Regions from separate parts of the Zea mays genome. Here region 2 is linked to region 1. A link is a contact called in public Hi-C data. All regions are on one chromosome and are shown on one strand. The core of a region is the stretch at or near the end of the contact, and the rest is flanking DNA. Distances in the headings are between cores, read along the strand shown. Region 1 holds the start of LOC100193699 (60S ribosomal protein L32-like). Region 2 holds the start of LOC103632986.

The links. A called contact is a pair of places that touch in the nucleus more often than the background predicts.
Region 2: a Hi-C map of leaf shows a contact between it and region 1, with 6 times the contacts expected there. The contact joins the promoter of LOC103632986 here to the promoter of LOC100193699 in region 1. A contact is called at or near these places in 3 of 25 Hi-C or Micro-C datasets (bundle sheath, ear and leaf).

What each region holds. Positions count from the first base shown.
Region 1 is chr7:141,771,509-141,776,927 of Zm-B73-REFERENCE-NAM-5.0, reverse strand. It overlaps LOC100193699 (60S ribosomal protein L32-like), which reads right to left and starts at 3,052. Exons shown (of 4, transcript NM_001138791.1): 1 at 3,009-3,052; 2 at 2,793-2,882; 3 at 1,902-2,083; 4 at 1,253-1,593. The coding sequence starts at 2,882. The coding sequence ends at 1,464. LOC100285927 reads right to left here. Exons shown (of 1, transcript NM_001158816.2): 1 at 5,352-5,419.
Region 2 is chr7:141,953,133-141,958,551 of Zm-B73-REFERENCE-NAM-5.0, reverse strand. LOC103632986 reads left to right here and starts at 3,130. Exons shown (of 4, transcript XM_008654688.3): 1 at 3,130-3,597; 2 at 3,693-3,815. The coding sequence starts at 3,324. It overlaps LOC111589771 (glutathione S-transferase T2-like), which reads right to left and starts at 146. Exons shown (of 2, transcript XM_023300672.1): 1 at 1-146. The coding sequence starts at 117.

The DNA of each region.
Region 1 (5,419 bases), core at 1,803-4,302:
CTCGCCGCTCCGGTGGATGATGGAGCGCGTCGGCGTCGGCGTCGTTGGATCCCTCTCTTTGCGCGGCTGCGGATGGGTTGGAGCGACAGCGACCGAGGGCGATCGGATGGGTAAGGTCTTGTTCGTTTGTACCGGATTTGTGGGTCGGAACGATTCCTAGCCGGATTGCTTCTCTAATTTATATAAATTTTGATTTGTTGAAACGATTCCGGATGCAATCCGACACAAACGAACAAGGCCTAAGGAGTCAGGGGAGGGATCGGAGGACTGTAGCACGCAGGGCAGGCTGCCTACCTGGCCTGAGATCATCAGCGACGACGGATCAGGATCACTGCACGCTTGTGCAGTGCGCGATCTGCGGCCATGCGCGAAGCGGGCAAACGGGTGGCGGCGGTGGCCCTCGTCCCGATCCGACCGATCACCGGCTCCACCCGCTGCGCTCATGATGCCCCGCCCCCGCCCCGGGACACGAATGAATGCGTGATGGAGATCACAGCGTAGTTTTGTTCCGTCGTATGGTCCTGCCCGGCGGGCGGATCGGAGAGAACGGATTGAATGGGCGCTCTGCTCTGATCCGATTGTGTGTGTGCGCGCGCGCGCGCGCTGCGCACGGCACGGAGAATAGAGCAGCTACCTCCTACCGCTCGCGCTCCACCGCCGAGAGCGAGAGGCAGCAGAGGATAACGTGCAATGATGACGAATGGAATGATTGCTGGAGACGGGCTTGGCCGGATTGCGGATTGCTTCTCCGTCCAGCCGATCGCGGGGTCTCCTTGACAGCAACTTCTGCGCGGAGGCCTGAGGTCTCCTCGGCGCCCGCAACGGAGGTGATTCAGGACACGAGGAATAGGATTGACCGCCGCCATCTACTAGGGGGCTTCTCCAGTTAGAAATTATCCCTGCATGGTCCCGGGCTCTCCTCCTTGCATGGTCCCGCCGCGTCCTGTGGCTGTCGTCGAATGTGGTCTGGGGAGACTACGTGGCCACGCTCGTCGTCGAGCGATGTGCGGGCCGCAGGCGGCCGGCCGGCGACCAGGCGTAGGATACAGCGGCCGACACACCGTGGCGAAATTGCAAAGGCGACCCCGCGCGTGGTATGGGTACATGGAAACGAGCCTAGCCATCCCGTCTCTGGGCCTTAAATGGGCTCGCGTCGTTAGGCCCGTCACGGTGCAAAAAATGTTGGGTTCAGTCTCCAACCTTGTATTCATTACTAGGACGAGCTCTGAACCTCAGAAAATGCATGCAGATTGAGACTCAAAGGTTCATTATCATTACTTGCAAGGCTCCACACTGCATGGAGTCCGGTCAAAACTAGATGGCACTCCCCATAACTCTTTTCACTCATAGCATAATTTTGTCGATATGAAAAGTCTATCATAAGCATAGAAATGGTACAGAAGAACATCAATCTCAGTAACATCTTCAACACCAGCAGAGCACAATCAAAACTACTCAACATTTCACTCGTCCTCTTGGCTGCGGAGCCTGGCGAGCTTGTTGGTGACCACGATGTCCAGTTGCGCAGCACGCTCCACAATCTCCTTGCGCTTGCGGGTGGACACGTTGTGGGCGATCTCAGCGCAGTAAGTCCTGCTTTGCAGAAAATTGGGTGTAAGAAGAGAGGCTTTTGGAACGTCAAAATACATAAGCATGTTAACAGCTCAAAGAGTAACAGATCACAAAGTAGGAAGGCATATTTTAGGCTAACAGAAATGGCAATCCCAATGGTTCGCTGCTACGACTGAGGGCACCATGCAATTTCTGCTAAATTACTCGTATCACTAGGAGTTAGTATTGTTCAGTTCAGGTGTAAGCTACATTGTATCCAAGCATTGTAGCTAATAAGTTTGCTGCAAGAGTCGCAACATCAAAAGGTGAAACAGAAGGGAAAAAATCACCTGTTGTGCATCAGCAGCAGCTCCAGCTCGGAGACATTGTGAACAACAAACTTTTTGAACTTGTTGGGAAGGTAGTGCCTGGTCTTCTTGTCGGAGCCATATCCAATGTTGGGCATCAAGGTGCATCCCTTGAACTTACGCCTGACGCGGGAGTCGATACCCTTGGGCCTGCGCCAGCTTGGCTACAGAAAACATTGTCAGCAAGATTAGTTTCAACAGACAGAAATGCTAGTGCAGATGACTCAAATATACAGTGCCAATGCATTGGAAAGATGTGCCCATCTTTTTATAGGATATCTACTTACACCTAGTGATAGAAGTAATATCTGAGACTCAATTCATGGCTCTCCACAGGAAATAAAATGGAAGGAAAATTCTGGCAGGTTTAGGTATGGTATGGCAAATTCTGGATCCATACAGTTACCAGCATGGCTAGAAGCAACGAGCATTTTGCTAAACTGGTACAGTATTGTGCAAGGGACATTTCGAGCTGCAAACATGGTCAGAACTCAGAAGTAATATGCATTTTCTAAACTTACAGAATCAGTGGCATTACATCAGCATAAACTAATCAATTTCCACAAACAGAAGGGATTTGATCTCTAAGCAGGCATTATGCTAATGAGCTAATCCAGTACTTGTCAAGCAAAGCTTGCATTTCAGGCCGCTGGAGCAAAGATTTCTATCTAAATCGGACACAGGCCAACGAGCTGCTAGTCCAAACTGAAATCGTGCAAAAGGTATTCAAATTGGTGCACATGTGGCCATTCTTTCGGTGAACCTAATGGAGTGCCAGTCGACCAACAAGGAACCAACGAAGGCCTTACCAAATGCTCGCTTGGCACGCACAAGCACAACAAGGGTCAAGGCAACGGGTGGTGTTTTTCCTACCTTAAGGCACTTGTAGCGATCAAGATGGGGCCTCTTGAACTGCTTGACCCTCTTCTTCACGATCTTCTGCGTCAGCAGCGGCACCGCCATCTGCACTAGCAAAGGTCACGCAAAGCAATTAAACACCAGGTGGACGGACCAAACCACAAATCCGGTAGCACGAGAGCAAGGAATTCGAGAACATCGTGGTCGGGGTCGCGCCGCCTGTGGCTGTACCTTTGCGAACCTTCGGTGATGCGGCGGTGCTGGCGAGATAGGCGGTAAGCAGCGGCGGCGGAGTGGGAGAGGACAGGAGATGGTCTTATGGCGCCGGAGAGAACCCTAGGGTTGGTGGGCTCGGGAGGCCTAGTGGGCCGTAGCCCATCGAAGCGAGGTGATGCCGCGCCACGCGAGTGACCTTAAATGGGCCGCAGCGTATCTGTCCAGTTCAATAAAACCTTTTTTTCTTCTATTTCTACATGGTTCAAACGGGCCGGACGCGAACCCGGTACTGTAGTGGGCCGCGTGGCTTGGGACTGCGCATTCGTCATTTCGGGCTCGGCACACCCCCCAACCCCACTGCCTCTCACAGAAGCGGCGGCGGCGGTGCCGGTGTTGCAGAGAGCCAATTGGATCATGAGCAGGTGGCTTTCCATCGAATGACGCGCGGGCGCAGATCTTCAAAGCATAGGGAGCGGTTTTTGAATCAAATTGCGTAGTGTGGGTGCAGCTAGTTTAAAATTTAACCCAGGTCAGTTCAAGCGTACTCCAGGGAGCGATGAACTCGATAACTACGCCACAATCATAGGAGGATCTGAACTCTGATGTGACACCGGGGCATCGATCGATCACGTGCGGTGCACACACCTGTTTACCAGCTCCCGCACGGGACGGAACCGGCAAGGCGGCAACAACACAAGTTTAAGCAACATCAATGCTTCGTCTCGTATCAACCAAAACGGTTCAGATTTAGGTACTGTTTGGTTTGTTTAGTGCATGGACTAAATTTTAATTGGAGGATTAAAGTTTGGTTTTAGGGACTAAAAATATTTTGAACACATTAAATGACTCATAAGAAGACCAAAATGCTTCTTAACGTTCTCCCGCCATAATGCAAGGGATGAAAACGGGACGGATACAGCCGGATACAGGGTCATCCCGTATCCTACCCTAATGTATTTATCTCGGATACGGGACCGGATACGGGTAGTTAAGATTCGGGACGGATACAGGACGGGACCGGGTAATAATACGGGCGGATAAGAAACGGATAACGGATACTAATCAGGTAGGTACCGGATAGTTGTCGGGTAGTTCGTTCCGATGGCATTAATTGCCCAACCATCCAACAAACACATAAATTAAGCAATAAATAATCATATATATGATAGATCAAATATAGAAAAGTAAACCGATAATAATCACAAGGTCATCAAAGAACCAACACAATTAAAAAACGATAGTGTATCTCCTCTTATAAGCATAACTAGTGTAATATCTGTGCTTTGCAACGACATACAAATTGTTTGTTAAATTTTTAGTGCACAACGATTCAACGAAGCATAACACACAAGTCGATTACCAAATAATGTTATCTTCAGAATCATAAGACTTCAATAATCATATGTACCTTGCATTCATAGATTCACATTTCTAATGTCCATCACTAAGCGAAGATTAAATCACAAATAAAGAGAGCAATTTCCCCTAGAAAAAACCAGAACGTACTAAATTAATGTTATGCTACTAAAAATTAAATAATACGCTTCCCACATATGGTCAAAAGTGCTTTGAGAGGGCAAGATGAAGGGTGACCAGATGAATGCAACACCTTTTAAATTCACAAGTAAAGAGTAGAACACGAGCAGAACACCTTTTAAATTCACAAGTAATGGACCAGGGCAGTTTGGCGCTTGCCAATTTGGCTGTTGGGCCAGCAGGACGCATGCAGACGTGCGTGGCGGAACGCCGCGGAAGACGCCCAGACGAGCAGACATTAAATGAACGGCATCCTGTAGCCACCGGGTACCCGACCGTGAGATACCCGTATCCGACCCGAGAAATACGGGTATTTACCGGGTATTGGTGATTCTGTATCCTACCCGTATCCGGTGATTATTATTCGGGTAGTACCCGTATCCGTCCCGACAACAAAATTATCCGTATCCGTATCCGAAAATTTGTCCCGTTTTCATACCCGTATCCGGTACCCGTCTCGGGTACCCGTCCCGTTTTCATCCCTAAATGCAACTAAAAAAATTAAGGGCAAAGTGTAGAATTAATATGCTTTAGTCCCTTTTAGTCACCATTTGAGGGGATAGAGAATAAATCGGTTTAGTCTCGCTTTTAGTTCCGTTGTTTATCAATTTAGGGACTATATGTGAATCTTTAGTCTCTAAAACCAAATGGCGCCTTATTACCTAGATCGCGTAGCATATGGATGAAATGTCAAACGTTGACCTGATTTCATCCAGTAAGCTGCTAGCACGTCTCAAAGCATTGGACACTGTAGATTGTAGTGATTACCCATGAATTGGATGGAAGAACAGTCTCTCTCTCTTCTTTTGGGCCAAAACTGAAGAAGAGAAGAAGAAATAATCCTACTAACAGGGACATGAGTTCTGCCGTACTACGTATTTAAGAACGAG
Region 2 (5,419 bases), core at 1,881-4,380, 180 kb before region 1:
CAAACCTTGGCCCTGCCACATCTGAGGATCCCACATGGGTGGGAGGAAAGACTGGTTACCTGAATTGGGGCTGGCACCAGTAGGTCGAAAAGGTGTGTTTGAGTTGTTGTCAGCCATTCTGGAATGAAATACAGGAATACATTAATTTGGACAACACAAAACAGACTTGTACTGTAAAGTATGAACTGTAATGCATTGCACATAAAGGTTCATAGCAAAGGAACACAATGATGACACATTGGACATAAAGGTTCATACGAAACCAACGTAATGATTAAGCATTCCACATAAGACTCATAGAGAAGGAACACATAAGGATGAACCATTGCACATAAGGTTCATACAAAGTAAACATAAGGTAGGACCATTCGTACATCGGTCACCCATGCATCACATACATAAGACACAAGTCCTTATTTCATTTGGATGCATTACTACCAGTAACACTGTAGTCTACGTACCACAATTACAGGTTCCAAATGCTATACCTAGTGGACCTGTCGGAGTCGTAGGAGTCATTGTCACTGGCCTCATACAGTTCTGGGGAGGAAGGGGGGTGAAAGTAATTTGTCTAGGCACTGGCTTCACAGGCTCCACAAGGCTAATTTGTTCCTCCATCCTCTCCTTCTCTGGGCCAGACCTTGCTTTGCTCTCAAGTGCGTCCTGCTCCATCTGGTCTACCTCCTTTCGAATTGCAAGTAGAGCATTGAGAAGGTAATGCTCGTCACCCAAATGCCGGAAAGCCTCTTCTAGAAAGCTTCTAATATTGAAAGCACCAGTTTCCACTGAGGATGCAAGATTGAGGACCAAGTGTTGCAGCACTTTGGCATCATGGCTGCTCATCTTGATTCGTATACTCAACCAGTACCTCCTTGGCTAGACAAGGTGCATACATGAAAAAATTAGGGGCAGTCTTGTTCCTAATTGGTGAAATTAAAGTGTTCATGGCACTTAGGAAACATCTGTGGGTTGCAATATAAAAAAGTAATATTTCAATTTAAGAAACTAATGTGCTGATGGCAGTTAGCAAACAACTGTTGGTTGTTTTTGTATGCACTGGTAAAGTATTTGCACACATGTATCGTGGCTTTGGTACGTGAGATGGTTGCATATAATAAGCTACAGCTGCACAGAACACATGAAAGCACAGACAGAAAACATGGAGACAGACTTATGCAATTCATAAAAAACAATGTACTATAGCGAAAAAGGAGTTAGAACCTCAATTAGTTGAAGAGGACGTCAAATAATCAAATTATTTTATCAAGCTGCATAATAAGTAAAGGTTTCGTTAGTTGCATGCAACAGTTGGTCATGTAAGGAAAGACTACTCAAAATTGAAGGGTGAGATGTCCAATTCTTAGACAGAGGAACTAACACCAATTTGAAGTAATCAATATGGAAGGAACAAGGGGTTGTGTTGGGGAATTGAACGGCACTGGTACTTAGTTCTTATACTAGGAACATTAACATGGATATCTCTACCAGCAACATTGAACAAAAAACATTCAATCCACATGACTGCAAATCAATTCGCAAAAGAGAAAATGGTGGAGTCACAAACATGAGTAAACGAGGATGAGGAATATGCAAATGACACTCAAGTCTCAATGTTGTTTCCTTTGTACCATAGTAAGGAAGCATCAATTTTTTAATTCATAAGCACATATCAGTTAGCAATACGTGATTGAGGACAAGTTCAGATCTATGTGTACCACAATATCAAACTTGGTTCTTGTACATAAACAATTGTCGCATCAGATGTCGGACATAACCGCAACCCTAACCAGTCAAAGTAGGCGATGAACACATAAATCGTAGCGCAGAAACAAGGTAAAGTACAAGTAAACCCTAGTGGTAACCCTAGGTACGGTTTGGAAGGAACCCGGATCAATCCGAGGTGTACACGAAGGCGATGCGACGAAGCGTACCTTGGACCTTGTACCTCGAAAGACGCAGATCGACTGAGCGTAGATCTGTCGGCGAATGGATGACCTCCCTTCGACCTCGACCCCAACCCAAACGTTCCGGCGGACAGCGACGAACGACGCCGGCGTCTTCGCACGGATCGGCCGGGTCGCCGGTCCGCGAAGGTTGACGGCGGAGTCGCGTGGACGAGCCCCACTGCTGCTCGTCGGCCGGAGGAAGACAAACGCTTCGCGGGCGACGGCGGATCGACGCGTACCTTCTCCGGCGGCGGTTCGGTCGCCCGCGGATCGCCTCGGGCGTCGTCCTCGGAGTATTCCGAGCGCGCGCTCTTGTCTGGGAAGGAAGCGGCTGCGAGAAACTTCTCCGCCGTAGCGTCGCCATCCATTTAGCGGGAGAGAGAAGAAATCGGGAGGGAAGAGGAGGAGGAACGCGATGAAGGGGATAGAGGGGTACTGTAGCCCCTATCCCAGCAACAGTAATAGGGGAGGGGGCGCGTGGGGGCATGCGTTGAAGACAGTCTAAGAAACACGACGAAGCATAAGGACAGAGGGCCTATTTGATTCAGTTTTTATATAGCTGTGGAGAGAACCTGAATTTCGTGGAGAATACATATAGATAAAGATAAAATAGTTTACAGAATTTAGGATGAAAAAGTGATGGTTTTATACTATCACATTGACTTGTCCGATTCTATGTTTACATTAATTTTAACCGTTTTTTACTAAAGTAAAAAACTAGATGTTTAAAAGCTAAACAAACGGAGACAAATAGTGCCATAACCCACGCCCACGCCCACGCCCACGCCCAGTGCCCAAAAAGGCACAAAGCAGGCCCCAAGAGGCCAAGACTTGTCGCTTTCAAGTTGTTCGTCTCCACGGGCGTGACGGGCTCGGTTCCTCCTGTCCTCACCCGCAACCTCAGCCGTCCATCACGCACCCACGGCCAGATCCAGCGAAGTTTGGTACTGGACCTGCACGACCTCACTTCCAGGTGGGACCACACCTGTCCCTTCCCTCCAAGTCCCTCCACAGACCACCACCAGATCCAGTGCCCAGAAAAAACCAATGGGCCAAGGGAATTTCCTATTTCCCTCTCCGCCCCGGCGCGCACATGGCCCGCATTGATGGATCCACTTGGGCGTCCCACACTCACCGACGTCTGGGACCTACCTACCACGGCTCCACCCGTCATAGTCACGCGCAGGTGGCTTGTTAAAGCCGACAAAGCCCTGCCCTTCCCTCCCCCACGCCGCCCGCAACTCACATTTCCCAAACCCAAACCCAAACCCAAGCCCCCCCATTCAAAACGGAGCAGCGGTAGCCTTCATCGCCGATCGCCGTTACATCATCGCCGCCGCGGCTGGCCTCATCCATTGTCGGAACGGAGCCCGGGCCATGGAGACCAACGAGAAGCGGCACGGCTGGAAGGAGGCGGCGGCGCTCAGCGGGGGCCACCTCTGCCACGTCTGCGGGTACCAGTACCCAAACCCGAACCCCAGCGCCAAGCTCCGCCGTTCCCACCGCAAGCACTGCGGCAAGGCGCTGCCGGAGGCTGCGGAGGAGGCAGTGGTGGCGGAGGTTGACGAAGCCGTTGTGGGGGTCGGGGTTTGCGTGGGTGAGCGGGAGGACGTCGCCGGCAACCGCAATGCGGCCGGGCGGACGGTGCTCGGTACGTCCGCTGCTTTAGCTGGTGATTCTCGCTTGATTTTATCTGTCCGTTCATTGCTTCTGATGGGATGGCCCTGCGTGTTCGTTCCCTTGCAGGTGAGGAAGGAGGACGGCAGCGAGAGGAGATTGGCACGGGCGAGGCCAATGGAGGAGGCGCGGCGCTGCGCGGATCTGCGGGAGAAGTTGACAGTTCTGTTGAGGACAAGGTGATTGCAGCAGGTAATCGCTCGCTGCTGTTGTTTGCCTCATTTGCGTCCTGCGTTTTGGGATGTCACAAAATCGAAAGTGGGGTTAAGTTCAGAGGATGTTACATAAATCGATTTGCATAGATTGAGTGTGGCATCTTGCGCTTTTTTGTTGTTTTCCCGTACTGCATTTTTGCGATACTTTTGAAAAGGGAAACGCCGCAAAAGGTTGCATTTCCCTCCTGTTCGCCGGTTGAAGAGGGAGGGGCGCAAAAGTCACATGGGCATAGTGAGATGGTGGTACTCGTGTGGGCGCCTGGAATAAAAGCCTGCGTGGCTCTTGGGTCGCATTAGCTCAAAGGCAAAGCGTGGCTACTTTCTCGTTTTCCTTGGAGTTGGGGCGATACTTTTGTGATAACGATGTAGTACAGCAGTTGGAGTATGTTGTATTTGTAGCTTCGGGCTCGTATTTGTAGCTTCGGCTCTATTGGCTATTGGCAGAGCTCCGCTCCATGATTCTCTAAAGCTGAGAGTTAATTTTTCAATGGAATGATTATGAATGATTCTCTAGTAGAAATGAATCTATGTGACGAAAACTGTTTGACAAATATTGTGTGAAGTGATTCTTGAGGGGTTGGAGAGTGAGGGACAGATTAGGAGGAGTGCCGGGAAGCAGGTTTTTTTTGCTCTCACTCTCTAGTACAAATGAAGACTAATTCACCCCGCTCAGACCATGGAGCAGTTCACTTTTTTACCGTTTAACTACGTGTGAGTGATTATCGCTGTGAGTGGAGCAATGACAGCTCTGCCAAACGCCACCGTCCTAACTGTAGATCTGAACTTAGCTAGTACTAGTATGTTATTACTAATATGTCAGTAGTAATTTCATACTCCAGAAGCCGAGATCCATGTGTATCCGTCGTCTCGAAACTCTCTCCTTGCTTCATGGAAACCTGTTCCCTTGATACTGAGAATTCGTTCCTTGTCTGTGGACCTGTACATACATTGGATTCGTTCTCTAGTCTGCCATGATGAATTTGTTGGTTTCTTGGTAAAACATCTTTTTCTTTAAAAGTCCAACATATTTGTATAGGTGGGTAGGATTTCTTTGAGCGTGTCGTTTAAGACTTGTTTTCTTGGGTCTGCTAGTTTGTCGTGGCCCTCCACCACATGTTGTCTTAGTCACATGGGCGTCTATTTATTTGCAAAACAGCATGTCTCGTCACATGTTTTTTATTTATATGTCATCTTCTTTCATGTACTTGAACAGATCCCGTCATTTGGGGCGTTGACATCGTCTGTCACAATTTACTGTTTTCCTAATTGTTATGACTTAGAGACTTGTCTGTCCGTTATTATTAATCAATTGTGAAGTCGCTGCATTGGTAGGTAATGTAAGTTCAGATTATTATACTGCTGCGATTGTGAGAATTGAGGAGCAAGCTACTGTTTGTGCCCCCTTTAGGCTTTAGCCCTCTAGATTTTTAACTTGGCTCTTAAGGAAGTGTATGCATTGTCTACTTTCAGACATTATTATATTAACTAATGCCATGATGTATTTGTTGTCGGGTATCAGTATTATTAACTGTTAACATGTTACTTGCATGATTTATTGGTCCTCACTTATTTTACTGCATA